Regions from separate parts of the Canis lupus genome. Here region 1 is linked to region 2. The links are chromatin contacts, called in public Hi-C maps. All regions are on one chromosome and are shown on one strand. The core of a region is the stretch at or near the end of the contact, and the rest is flanking DNA. Distances in the headings are between cores, read along the strand shown. Region 1 holds the start of ISCU (iron-sulfur cluster assembly enzyme ISCU, mitochondrial). Region 2 has its middle 15 kb from the start of SELPLG.

Region 1 (6,633 bases), core at 224-2,723, 65 kb after region 2:
AGGCTGAACCTGTCAGGCTGTCCCTAAATAGCAAATGTCACCTGGGGAGGAAGGCTTACGCTCCTGTCAATGAGACTTTATGAACCAATCTTTTTCGTACCTCTTCTCCAGTTACCTTCAGAGATAAGGAGTTCCTGGAGAAAAAAATCGGCAAAAATCATGCCTTAACTCCATAGGGTTTTTAGTCACAAATAATTACCTGATCTTCACCGCCTAAGTCACCAGATTTGGGATCCAAAAAATAAGTACGGTCCAGCAATCAAAGGGCTTCCCAGAAGCCTCGAGGAGAACGTCACACGAGGAGCAGTGCTACGGAAGGTGTCTATTTGTTAGGCTACAACGAGACCCGTCCTCCCGCCAGCTTCAGGGCCGGGCCATCCGTCGGGGGGAGCAGCGCGCCCTGCAGGCTGCGAGGCTCGCAGCGCCCGGGCGTGGAGCGCGTGTACCGTCAACAGAACACACCCCCCGGTAGGGGAGGGGCGGGGTCCCGCCGAAGCCGCGACCGGCACAGCTGACCCGCACGGCACGCAAAGGCTTTAAGGGAGCCTCGGAGCTTGTGTCCCAGCGGCCCTAAGTGACCCCATCTTCCCGTCTCTTTTCCCATCTGACCACGGATTTCGACTCCAAGCGCGAGGACCTGTAGGACAGGACCCCGTCCGGACTGTCGGCCTCACGCGGATTCACCGCGTTCCTTAGTCGTTTCCCGAGCGGGGACGTTTCAGGTCTAGGGGACTCGACGGCCTCGGAAGGCCAGGGCTGCGAACTACGCACCTACCTCCACTCCCCGACGCCCCCCGCCAGAAAAAAATAAAAAAAAAAAAGAATTTAGAACCTTATGCCTGCTGATTATGCATCCTACGAACTCCTCCACCAGTAACTGCACCCTAAGTGATTTCCACCGGGCGGGCTCCCGTTGAGGGGGCTGCTGCCTGAGTCCCCATTTTACCGACGGGGAAAACAGGCCCGACGCAGGGCACGGACTTGCCCGAGGCCATCCGGGTAGCGGCGGCCCCCGCTGAAGCCGCAGCCCGCGCCGGGGGGCGTCGGTGGCGGGTCCCAGAGGGTCGCCCTCCCCGGGGCGCCGCCCGCCGGCCGCGGCGCGGGCAGTCACGGCGCAGCGAGGGAAGCCTCGTCCGGTCCGAGTCTCGCGAGAGGGAGGCCCGTAGCCCGGCCGCAGGAGGAGGCCCCCGCGGCCGCGCCTCCTCAGGCCGGGCCTCCGCGGAGCGCCGGCGTCCCCGGGCCCCCTCGGCGGTCCTCGCCCTCCCGCCCCACTGCCATCGCGGGCCTCGCGCATCCCGTCAGCCGTCCCTACCTTCTTGTGGTAGAGCCGGGCGGGAGCCGACAGTTCCCGGGCAGGCAGGCGCGGGCTCCGGAGCAGCAAGGCCGACGCCGCCCGCCTCAGACGGCCAGCCCCAGCCGCCGCCATCTTCCGGGCTTGCGCCTGCGCAGGCCGAGTGCGAGGCGGAGGGGGGGAGCGCGCCCGCGAGTCGGCTCCGGCTTGGAGCGCGCGCCCGTTACGTCACCGCGACTTCGCGCCTGCGTCCTCGCGCTCGGTGCACGTGTCCGCCTCTGGCCGCGTCTGGACCACGCCCCCGGGGTGGGCGGGACGCCGAACTAAAAGCCTGAAGCTGGAGGGCTCGCGAGTGCGGCGTTGTCGACCCGGCGTGGGGCGGCGGTGTCCGCCGGCGGGCGTGGGGGCCCAGGTCTGTGTTCGCGGAGCCCTGTCGCCAGCGTCCGGCGCGGCGGATCAGCCAGTCTACTTTGAACCTCATGTGCAGCTTGGGAAGTTGAGGGTCAGACCGGTTTAGTAACTTGTCCAAGGTTGCCCAGACAGACTCCGTTGGGATTCAAAGAAGGGCAATCCTGGGTTAAAAATCCTGATTCTGCACCTTCTCCACTGCGTGGCCCTAGGCTTATGACATCATCTCTTCAAGCTTCGATCCCCGCTTTTGTACTAATTCAAGGACAATTCATGCATTGAGCAAGTACGACTTGAGTACCTACCTACCGTGTGTCAAGGCGCTGTACTAGGCTTCGGGCATGCAAGAAAAAGAAAAACACATGAGTTCCCGACATAATGAACCTCACTAACGAGGGAGAAATGCAACGAGCAAACAGTATTTTCCTACCTCAAAAATGGAGCTTAATTGAGGAAACGAACACGCCATACCCTGATTGTATATGTATATGCCTGCATCTATTTCTCTTCTCATAAGGCAGCAAACTGACCTACTTAGGTGACAATGCCTGGAAATGAAGGGTTTCCAAAGAAACGCTTAGTCATGAAATTTATTAATACCGGTTTGCAGAATAGGATCCTATAAGACCAGAAACCTCACACGTGTATTTAATGCTTACTTAGGCACCAGGTATTACGTAAAGGGGAGGAATCTCTTTGGGAAACGGGTTTTCTCGTGAGGGGTGTGATCGATCCTTCCCTGAAGACTTGGAGGCTTTTTTCCTCGTTTGAGGCTCAGATGCTGGGGACGCTGAACCAAGCTCCGGGTCGGGTTAGGCGGGAAGACGGGCGTTTATGCCAAGATTCCTTTTGACCTTCTCAAGATGGCGCCAAACCGTTGACTTCAATCATCGCCCCGCGACTTCCTCTACGGCCCCCACTTCCGGTGCAAAGACCCAACTTCTGCCCGAAGTTGCAACGGAACACATGCCGTGTTGGGGAGCTTTTTCTCTGCGAGCACCTTTACACCCATGTGAAAGCAACACGAAATTCCATGCATTCCGAGGTTTTCCCGTCACTCGAGGTTCACGGTTTCCCTTTCGGTGGCCGGGAGAGCGGAATTTTGGTCAGGCGCCCGCCGCGGGCAGCCTCTACTTCAGCGGGTCTTCGGCGGCCGCGAGAAGACCCGGGAGTCACTGGAAGCGCAAGATGGCGACGGCGGCCGCAGCTTCGGCTTCCGAAGCGGAGCCTGAGCCGAAGGCCGGGCCCACGGCGGAGGGCGAGGAGGACGGCGTTAAGACGGCTAGGACGAGGAGGAAGGTTTTACCGCGGGCCGTGGCCGCTGCGGCATACAAGGCCGTGGGGCCGGGGTGGGACCAGCAGGAGGAGGGCGTGAGTGAGAGCGATGGGGACGAGGAGTACGCCATGGCTTCCTCGGCGGAGAGCTCCCCCGGGGAGTACGAATGGGAGTACGACGAGGAGGAGGAGAAGAACCAGCTGGAGATCGAGCGGCTGGAGGAGCAGGTGCGTCCGGGGCCGGGCGGCGGCCGGCTCCTTCCCTCCGGTTCCCAGGCCCCCGCCCTACCCCTCGGTCGGTCCCCGGCGGGAGTAAAGCCGCTCTTAATCACCGCGGCTCCCGTCCTTTGAGCCCTTAGTGCTTGCCGCGTGCCCTGCAAGCATTGTCTCGCTGAGCCCGGGGGAGGAAGTGGAGTATGCCCCTTCTCGCGGGAGGAGGTTGAGGCTCGCCGTGGAGGGAGGTCTCTGGCCGAAGAGGCGGGCCGGGCCTTGACCTTTGAGGCGACTCCAGAGCTGCCGCTCGTCTCCGCGCCGTCGAGCCGTGGTCAGCAGCCGCAGTGAAGTTGTATTCGTGAGGGCGTGGCTTGTTCCGTTTCTTTTCTGTAGCAGTGCCCACGACGATGACCACGATAACGGAAATGGGACGGGAGGGATTTCAGCTTCTGGGGGCTAAGGTCCCGGTCGTAGCTCTTCTGTGCTCGTGTGAGTGCAGGCACATTTCTTAAGTTCTCTGAGCCTCCGCTTTCCCCTGTGGTCTCCTTGGGGAAATCAAGGCCCGGAGAGGAGGGAAGCCCTGCCTGGAGACCCCAGTAACGGGGGGCAGAACCGGGCGGGCCTCAAACCTGGGTCTGCCGGCCCTGGGCATGCCCGCTCCCCCCGTCAATGGGGAGCATTTCTCCATCATGTGGTTGTCCTAACAGCAATGAATAGCCCAGTGCCCGGCACCTTGGTGACATGGTGTCTGATTGGTAACTCCTGTCTAATCCGAGGTCCCAGCAGGAAATAGGCGATACATTAAGATTAGGGTAGTTCGAGAGAAGGTTAATATAGGGACTGTTGTGTGTATTAGAGTGTGGGCAGACAAATCAGGAGTGGAGGTGCAGTACCTCAGGGCTAGTGACAGCAGGACTTTGTGTCCACCTTTCGACCTGAAGAGTTTAGGGGAGAAAACTGACCAGTTTTCCGAATAAGTTGTATGGAGAGGGCACCTGAGAGCAGGTGAGACCTTTAGTCAGGGAAGTCCCAGCTTCTCATCGGGGTTTGGGGTTGGGGAAAGGAATGCCGTGACCTCTCTTCCTCTCCCAACATCTGTTGGTGCCTTTTGCTGGGCAAACCCTGCTGGAGGCAAGAGAGCCGAGGCGCCACGGATGTGGTTCACACAGGAGGGCACAGGACAGGGAAGAGGGTGGGGAGTAGAATCGGAAGGGCAAACAAATCAAGCGCATTCTCGTCTCAGCAATGAGGAAACAGGCTCGGAATGGATGATGAAATTATTTGCTCAGTCACAAGGGGAATTGAATTGGTCGGGGTTTTCTGTGGACCAAGAGCCACACTGATATGAAATCACTTAGTGATGTGAAGTTGTTAACCTATGTTTCTCATTTAACCTTGCTGGGTATGAGATTCCATATAATGTCCTTTTTGGCAGTGATACTTGTGGTGTGAAATAGTGATGATATCTATTTTCTTTTTAAAGATTTTATTTATTCATGAGAGACACACACAGAGAGAGGCAGAGACAAAGGCAGAGGGGAAGCAGGCTCCCCCACCAGGAGCCCAGTGCAGGACACCATCTAGGGACGGCGCAGCGGGATCACACCCTGAGCCAAAGGCAGGCACAGGTGTCCCCGATGATGATATCTATTGGCAGCACTTGTTTTATTTGTCATTATATTCGAATGTCAAAGGAACCCAGTTGGGGTAGGCAAGTGGTTACCTTTTCTACTTTTTATAAATAAGTACACCCGTGTTTGTTCAGTCTTTTATTCATTCAGAAAATGCAGTAATATAGGGTGCCAGGCTATGTCCCTGTCCTGATGAAAATTTGTGTCTCTGACTTCTAGCCTTGGGCTTTGCCACAAGCCATTAGCTCACTCTTCTGTGAGGCAGGGGAAATAGGATTAGCTGTTTGAGCGGAAGCGGAGGCTTGGAAGCAGAAAGATTAAGTCCTTGATGAGGATAACCAGCTAGCGAGAAAGGAGGATGAGTCAAAGCAGAGGGCTCCTGGCTCCTGGTGTCCTGCAGTCACCTGCCCTATCTCAGGCCACAGAACGTGGAATGGAGCCCAGACGGGGACCACACAGGATGAGATCTGCCAAGTGATGTGAATTGAAGAGCTTCTGGCTCTATCAAGCTCTTTGTCACGATGGGGTCTAGAGATTGATTTTTCCAGCTTTTCCAAACCTCCCTCACCCCTCATCCTGATCCCAGAGCCTATAGTTCCTGCTGTAACGGCTCTTATGGGGAAGCATAATGATGAAGAACTTCTAGACAGGCCTGCGAAAAACTCAACCTTGTCATATTTTGTGAATTCCAGTCCACATCCCTGAATGTATTTTGTGAAAGCTTGAAGTTAGTTGTGGTATCTGTCCATGTAACAAAAGCGAAGGTTTCCTGTTAGCTGTGTTTGTGTCCTGAAACTAAAAATGGCGCCTCATGGTCCCTTATTCCAGCTCTCTGAGTCTGTGATGTCCTAGATGGTTAAGACAAGGGTTGGGACAGTGCCTCCCTCACTGGACTGTTGGGGGGAGCTTCAGTGAACCGCCACTTAGGAAGCTCCTGGCAAATTTGACACAGTAGGTGCTGTGCCAAGACCTGCTCTGTTCTTTCCCTGCCCTTCCCATGATGGCAGTGGTTGTTCTATCTTTTGGACCGGGCCTTTGGTTATTTCTCTACCAATATTCCAGGCCCGGGTTGTGCTGTCAGGGGGTCAGGAAATCAACACATCATTTTATGCATTGGCCAAGCCATTCTTTCTTTAAAGATTTTACTTATTCATTCATGAGAGACACAGAGAGGGAGAGACATAGGCAGAGGAAGAAGCAGTCTCCCTGCAGGGAGCCTGATGCGGGAAGCAATCCCAGGACCCTGGGATCAAGGCTTGAGCCAAAGGCAGATAGATGCTCAACCACTGAGCCACCCAGGTACCCCTCCTTCTTTCTTTAAATAATCCTTTTTTAATGATGTTCTGGGACCAGAATAGACTAGTATGTGTGCTTATTTGTTGGTACTAAGCGAACTCTGTGGAAATGTCTTTTAAATGCATCTTCATATGCATTTAATAAGATACTTTCAGAACGCCTCTTCGTATATAGTGTCTTTATTATTTGGGCCTAAAAATCAGAAACTTAGACCAAAAGCCATCCTGGTGGCAGTTTCTCTACTTCATTGACTTTTATACCTTTTTTCCTGACCTATGTGTGGTATTCATGTAAGGGGCATTTGTGTAGACATTAATCCCGCTAACTAGCAAGGACTGTTCACCCTGCTTCATGCTCCAAAACCCATTCAGATCCAAGTAAGTTGAGAGCAGTGGGTGACAGGGAGAGCCTTTGCCTCTTCTTTAACAAGGAAAGTACATTTTGGGCAAACTTCACTTCTTTATGTTACTTGAGTGCACACTTGACAGGTGGTTTTGAAACGTGTGTCATGGCAGCCCA
Region 2 (6,930 bases), core at 4,172-6,671:
AGCCCCAGACGGCCAGCCAGGCCCAGTGGAGGGAGACTTCTGTTTTTTTTTAAAGGCTACTTCCTTTGGTGCTCTTGGTGTCCAGAAAAACTTATTGTTGGCTCTTAAGAATCTGTCAACTCTCAGTGACCCTTCTGTTTCTGCTAGCATATTAGCATGTCCTGAAGCCATCAGTGGACTCGAACATGCATCATGGCCAAGGACACACTTTCCTCCAGTAGACAGGCAATACGGGACCGTGCCCTTTGTTTAAAGTCCTTTCCTGAAAGACTGGAAGGGAGTGTGTACACACTGGCACAGCCTTTCCCAGGGGCAGTGCAACAAGGTATATCTGAAGTCCTAAATGTTCCTGCCTTCTGGCCCAGAGTTTTCATCTCTGGGAATTTTGGCCCAGGCAAACTAGTGGGAGATCCATTCAGGAATTAGAGGAAAAATCAGTGTGTGTGTGTGTGGGGGGGGGGTTGGTTAATTAACCAGCCCAGGATGGATTGCTTTTGGCAAGCCATCTTTCAGGATATATGCATATGCAGTGTATATTTACGTGTAGAATAAACACAAGTTTTGTTACTGCTGTGTGGAGGTACCAGCTGTGTGGGAAATTTGTATTTAATTAGATTTTACTCAATTGTGTATTTCCCATAACTATCTTAATTCCCAGAAAAAAGTTATTAAAGTCAACGTATGAATGATGAAATAGTAATACATTGAAACAAGCATCCTAAGTCAGTGGCTGGGAGAAAGTGGTGCAGCGACATTAAGTATCCCTGGGGGCAGGGACTCTATAGCACCAGTGTGTGTTCGGATGGAGTCAGTAGTTAAATGGAAACTTGATTTTCAAGTTTAGAAGAAAAAAATCCTTTTCTATCTAGACTTAAGTCTGGGGGAAGCCTTTTAAATCTCAGAGGAAAAGCTAGATTGGCTCCATAAAAACCCAATTACATAAGACTTTAATATGTCAAAAGTGAAAGGTCATGGGAGCTGGGAAATAGACTTCCAACCAATATGATATGAAGTAAGGTGTTTATTAATATCTGTGATATATATATCATATATAGATATGATTTTATTTACTCATGAGGGACACAGGCAGAGAAGCAGGCTCCCTGTGGGGAGCCCGATGTGGGACTCCATCCCAGGAACCTGGGATCATGCCCTGAGCGGAAGGCAGGCACTCAACTACTGAGCTACCCAGGTGCCCCCCGAAATAATATATTTTAGTATGCTTCATCTGCGTTCCAGCTGCCTGCACTGTTTGAAATGGAGGTGATCTCACCTCCCTGGTGGGGTGTGCCACCAGCGGCATTCCTTCTGCCCCCAGGAGTTCAGGCTGTTGGCAAGCTGTTCATCACAGAGGTGGAAGGAGATTGCTGGGCGACACTAGGCAGAATGAGCTTTGTTTCTCAATGGCGAGTTTCTGGAAAAGGTGAAATGGAGAAGTGGGGAGAGAGAAACTGCTCCAGATTCAAAGGTACCCAAGGGTCTAGTAGCTTCTGAGTTTGTTAGGTTGGCTGGAAAGTGGAGGGCAGTGAGTTTAGAGAAGCTGCTAGAATCTGCAGTTCAGCGTAGCTTTACTGTTATTGTACAGAAATGCAACCAGGTAGGAAAACAGATTTTAAGGGCCCGAGTTCGTAAATGGGGGGTGGGGGTAGTGTTTGAGTGAGAAGCACAGCTGCTCAGGTGACGGGGAAAGTCTGGGATGGGAGACAAGTGAATCACTGCAGGATGCTCAGGAGGCCGGAAAGCAAGTAGATCTGTTACTGAAACCACGGGGTGCTTAGTTTTTTGTTTTTTAAGTGGAGAGGCTTTCTCACACTGGCTCAAAGACTGAATGGATATTTTTGGACAGGATGACAGTGCTGGGTTTGCGGCAGTGCTGGAGAGAGAGGAATCAGACAAAGACTAGCAGCCAGTTGGTGGGTTGTTTGGAAAGCTTCAGATTGAAAGAGGCAAGCAGGGGCACCTAGGTGGCTCAGTGGTTGAGCATCTGCTTTTGGCTCAGGTCATGATCCCAGGGTCCTGGGATCGAGTTCCACATCAAACTCCATGTGGAAAGCCTGCTTCTCTCTCTGCCTCTGTCTCTCATGAATAAATAAAATATTTTTTTTTTTAAAAAATGTGCAGTCATCAGCATTGCAAAGGGAAGGAGCAAGGAGCTCATCAGGTGCCAGGTGCTGTGCTTGGGCTTCAGCTACAAATAAAGTACCTTCACCGCCAATTGGTCCAGGTGATGCAAGTAGATTGCAGCATAAAGGGGTGAAGCACAGGGTGCCTGGGGGCCTTGAGGGGGTGGGTTGCCAGATGAGTGGTGCCTCTGGTCCCCAACAGCAGGCCTTGGCCTTTATCATAGCCCTGCTGTCTTCTCATGACTAATCTCCACTCCCCGCCCCCCATTACCCTTTTCACCACCACACACACACACTAGACATGATTCTGTTGTGGCATTCACTGGGTAAATACTTATTTTTCCTGTGAAGGTTTGAAAGTCCTGGAAAAAAAATGTAGTTGAGCAAATGACTTAAGTGGTCCAGCTGTGTTTGGGGTTCAGACAGGAGCTGTGTGCCCTGAGGGTCAAGAAATCACCAGTATTTTAGCAACAAAATCCAAGCTTTTGGGCTGCACTGAGAGGTCTGAGAACTGGGAAGTTGCCCCACAAATAACAGGAAGTTGTTGCAGGTTCATTTCCGTGCCAAGATGATACTTGGGTTGTAGAAGATAGAAGAGGCACCTCATGGTTAACAAACCTGCAGGACCACTTACAGCCACCCTCCATCAACTACAGCCCCTGAAACAGTAAAATGAATTACCACCCTGGCCAGTTTCTACTAGGGGCTGTGGATTAAAATGCCACAAAAGATGACAGGGTGGAGAATCCCATATAGGCATCTGGGCACCTGCCAGAAACTTCTCCTTGTAGAGAGAACAGAGCATTGAACAGCCTTGTAGCTGGTTCCTCTACCACCAGCCACCTGTTCCCTTTTTTGCTTCATGAGTGATGTGTTCTAGAACAGAATCTGTCGAGACCCCTGAGGGGGGCACAAGGTTCCCCTTGTCTCCAGAATGAAGTCCATGCTTTTCAGCCTCCTCTGGGGTAGCCCCCTGACTTGCCCCCTGGACTTGCTGCCTGCCTCCCACCCCACCTGATTCCCATCTCCTTTCTCATATCCCACAACAGACTCAGCTACTCCTGTTGGCTGTGGCTGCCTCTCACACTGCCACTGTTAACCACTACTGCCATCTCTGATGTGAACTGAGCTTCTGCAGTGGGGTTCTCCAGAGAGACAGGACCAATCGGATGTGTACATATATAAAGTCATTATAAGGAACTTGCTCATAGTTATGGTTGCTGACAAGTCCCAAGGTCTCCTTTCAGCAAGCTGGAGACCCAGGAGACCTGATGTTTCCATTTGAGTCCAAAGACAATGGGGAAAAAAAGGCTCAAGGATAGTCAAGGAGTTCCCTCTTAAACTCCCCCTTTTTGTTCTTTTTCTGGCCTTCACCTGATTGGGGTGAGGCCCACCCACACTGTGGAGGACAATCTGCTTTCCTTGGTCTAAGGATTAGAATGTTAGTATCTGGGAAACACCCTCATGGACACACTCAGAATATTTGCCCAAATAATCTAGGTACCCCATGGTCCAGTAAAATTGACATGAAATGGACTATCACAGCTTCCAAACCAACTTTCCTGCTCCCTACTTTTGTCTGTTCTCAACACAGTGGCCAGAGTAACCATTTAAGGTAGTAAGACAAGTGAGTAAACTGAGGCCCACAGGCCAAATCCACCCCACTGGAAGTTTGTGTAGAGTGCACAAGAATAGATTTTTTACATTTTTAAGTGGTTGGGGGGGGGGGGACTAAAAAAGAATGACAAGTAAAAAGTATATAAAATTCAAGTTTTAGCATAAAATTCTTGGAACATAGCCATTCCTGTTTAAGCAACATCGATGGCTGCTTTTTCTTTACACATTCAGAGTTGACTCTGTGACCACAGATTCGAAAATATGTACAATCTGGCCCATTAAGAAAAAGCTTGCAAACCCCGTATTTAGAGTCCAAACTCTCTATAGGATTTTCTTCCCACTCAGAATTAAATCTAACTTCCGCATGTTTGGCTGGGCCTGCTGTCTCCCTAACCTCCTCTCCTCATGTCCCCTTGTTTTCGGGGAGGCCTCCTACCTTTAATCTTTCCATGCACTGCTCTCTCCAGAACACCCATCGTCTGTGAGGCTCACCACTTTGCTCCTCCTCTCCTGCCATCTTTCCCATAGCACCTTGTTTCCACTAGATCTATCAACTTCATTTGAGATTTTTACTATTTCCCCTGAATTGAATGTAAACTGCACAGACAGAACTCATTTATTCACTGTTATCCCTAGAATCTGGCAGATTACATTTTAAAATATCTGCTAAAGAAATGAATGAAAATAGAGACATTTCGGAGAATGGGGACACTAATGGGATTGTCTGCATAGCAGTACCTTTGCTTCCAGAATATGACCTTCCCCTGGCTGGGCCAATGCTCCACTTCTCATGGTGCCAAATCTGAGTTTCCCTTTGCAGAGGCCAGAGACTTGGGGATTCTAGGGAGCAAGCGGGCAGAGCAGGTGTGCAGTGGTGGAGAAAAGGCTTCTGGGTCCCTTTAGTTCACTGAATCCATGCATAGGATCCAGCCACAGTTCTAACCTCAAATTCCATGAGATACCCCAGGAATCCCATTGCCACTTAAGCCAGTTTGAGACGAGTTTGCAACCAAGACTCCTTCCTCATGCCAGTATTCCTCCTTTATCAGAGCCCCTTGAGGTTTGAGTTCCAGAGTTCTCCATCACTGTATCACCAGGCCCAGTGCTCAGGGTAGCCATCAGAGGCATTGATTCCTTCAACTGCTAGTGTTGGAAAAATCACTGAGAATGGAGCACTTTTTTTTTTTTTAAGATTTTATTAATTTATTCATGAGAGACACAGAGGCAGAGACACAGGCAGAGGGAGAAGCAGGCTCCCTGCGGGGAGAGCCCGATGCAGGACTTAATCCCAGGACCATGCCCTGAGCCAAAGGCAGATAATCAACCACTGAGCCACCTGGATGCCCCCCCTGGAGCACACTTCTATATTTGATTACCCTCTGACCTTCCAGGTCTGGGACCAGCCCCTTCCTTTGAGCCCTGGGGAGCCCCTGTTCTGTTTACTCTAGAGGAGCAGCTTCACTCTGAGGGCCTTCATCCCAGAAGCTGCTTCTGGGGCTGCCCAGAGTGACAACCAGAATCCAGGACTCCCCAAGGTTCTGTTCCCATTTGAGAAGGGGAATTGCATCCCAGCTGTGGTGGGCCCCAAAGTGGCCATTTCCCCTTTCAATGGCTCAGACTGGCAGATCACAGCCTGTGAGCCCTCCCTTCAATCAAAGAGGATGTGTGTGTTGGGGAAGGGGGGAGGGCAGGCCCTTGGGTGTGACCCCGCCCCCACCACCTCCCTTTCATTAAAGCAGCTCTGTTCTCTATAGAAGGATCTTTGCTTTCGTTTGAACAAAGGATACCCATGGCGGCTACTTTTCCAATGCTGCCCCAGAGAAACTGGGCACAGCCATTTGGACGCTTGTTTGGTAGGGAAGCTATAGGCTTTGTGGTCTGGTCTGGTCAACCTGGACTCAAATCCACCTGGGCCCTTCCCTGAGCCTCACTTCCTTAGGAGGCAGAGTGGCCACCTTGGAAGGCAGACATGATTCTGGGGCACCCGGGTGGCTCAGTGGTTGAGTGTCTGCCTTTGGCTCAGGTTGTGATCCTGGGGTCCTGGGATTGAGTCCTACATCGGGCTCCCTGCAGGGAGCCTGCTTCTCCCTCTGCCTATGCCTCTGCTTCTCTCTGCATGTCTCTCATGGATAAATAAATTATAAAAATCTTAAAAAAAAAAATGGGCAGGCATGATTCTAGATGTAACGCCGTTTCCCCCACAGTTCTGCACCATTTTCAGGTAAATGGGCATCTGGCGGGGAGGGGCAAGGAGGGGCCACGGTGAGTTCGAGCAAATCACAAAGTGATGTTCAGATCTCAGCCATACCTAGCCTGTCAGACACAGTCCTTACCCATCCACGAAATCTCAGGATTCCACTGGTGTTTAATGTTTTTTCTCATGTTCCTCAATTGTTGAATGCATGGTTCGACCAGCTTACACCTGGGGTCGAAGCTAAGCTTCGCTGGCATCTGTGTCTCTGCAGTTTGAGTTTCATTGCAGCTGTACTGGTCACTGGTGTGAACAGCTCCCCACTCCACTCCCCACCAGAAACAACAGAGGAGTGAAATGCAACTGACAGGTGCCCCCATCCCCTCATCCCCGCTAAGCTGGTGTAAACATCATCACGTGGCAGCTACAAGGGTTTTCACCCATCGGCTAACATAAGCAAAACTGCATTTAGTGCACGGACAACCATTTAGGAGTGTCCAGGTATAAGGAGATAGTAGACTGCTTGGAGAGCAAGTCTTCTGTTGTCCAAGTGGGGGCCCAAGGAGCTTTAAAATGGGGCTGCTCCAGCAGTAATTGGTTAGTGAACTCCCTGGAGCACATGTTGGCCAAAAGGCCCATAAGTGACCCTTGGTTCCAAGGAGAGCCCCACCACTGGGGGTCCATATATAGAGAGAAACCTCACACTCAGTGGCTCATCCTGCTGGAGAGTGGTGGGGAGCATTGCATCCCCTTAGACCAATCATAACGGGCAGGGTCTGCCTGGAGAAGCAGTGATAATGTGCATATTTATTCAACAAACATCTATTGTGATTGCATTTAGGCTCAGTAAACAGAAAGCTTGGATTTAAACCCTGGCTCTCTCACTTAGATGTGTGACCTCAGGTGAGTTACTTAACCTCTCTGGACCTTGGACTTTTTCCATCCCAAAATAGGAATACTAATAATTCCTCATGAGGCAATTATTTGTGGCAAATTACC

What was found. Hi-C and Micro-C count contacts between places; a contact is called where the count stands out from the background.
Region 1: a contact with region 2 is called in a Hi-C map of blood, with 2.9 times the contacts expected there. The contact joins the promoter of ISCU here to the enhancer-like site in region 2. A contact is called at or near these places in 2 of 9 Hi-C or Micro-C datasets (blood and skin fibroblasts).

The regions. Positions count from the first base shown.
Region 1 is chr26:18,661,927-18,668,559 of UU_Cfam_GSD_1.0, forward strand. ISCU (iron-sulfur cluster assembly enzyme ISCU, mitochondrial) reads right to left here and starts at 1,474. Exons shown (of 5, transcript XM_038575445.1): 1 at 1,313-1,474. The coding sequence starts at 1,426. It overlaps SART3 (squamous cell carcinoma antigen recognized by T-cells 3), which reads left to right and starts at 1,806. Exons shown (of 19, transcript XM_038575435.1): 1 at 1,806-3,202. The coding sequence starts at 2,534.
Region 2 is chr26:18,592,945-18,599,874 of UU_Cfam_GSD_1.0, forward strand. No RefSeq gene overlaps it. Among named protein-coding and RNA genes, the nearest start is that of SELPLG, 15 kb to the right of the region's middle. Within about 2 kb of position 5,422, at least 1 of the 20 cell types and tissues checked has an H3K27ac peak or open chromatin away from gene starts, as enhancers often do. A contact at or near this core is called in blood, where this site is marked.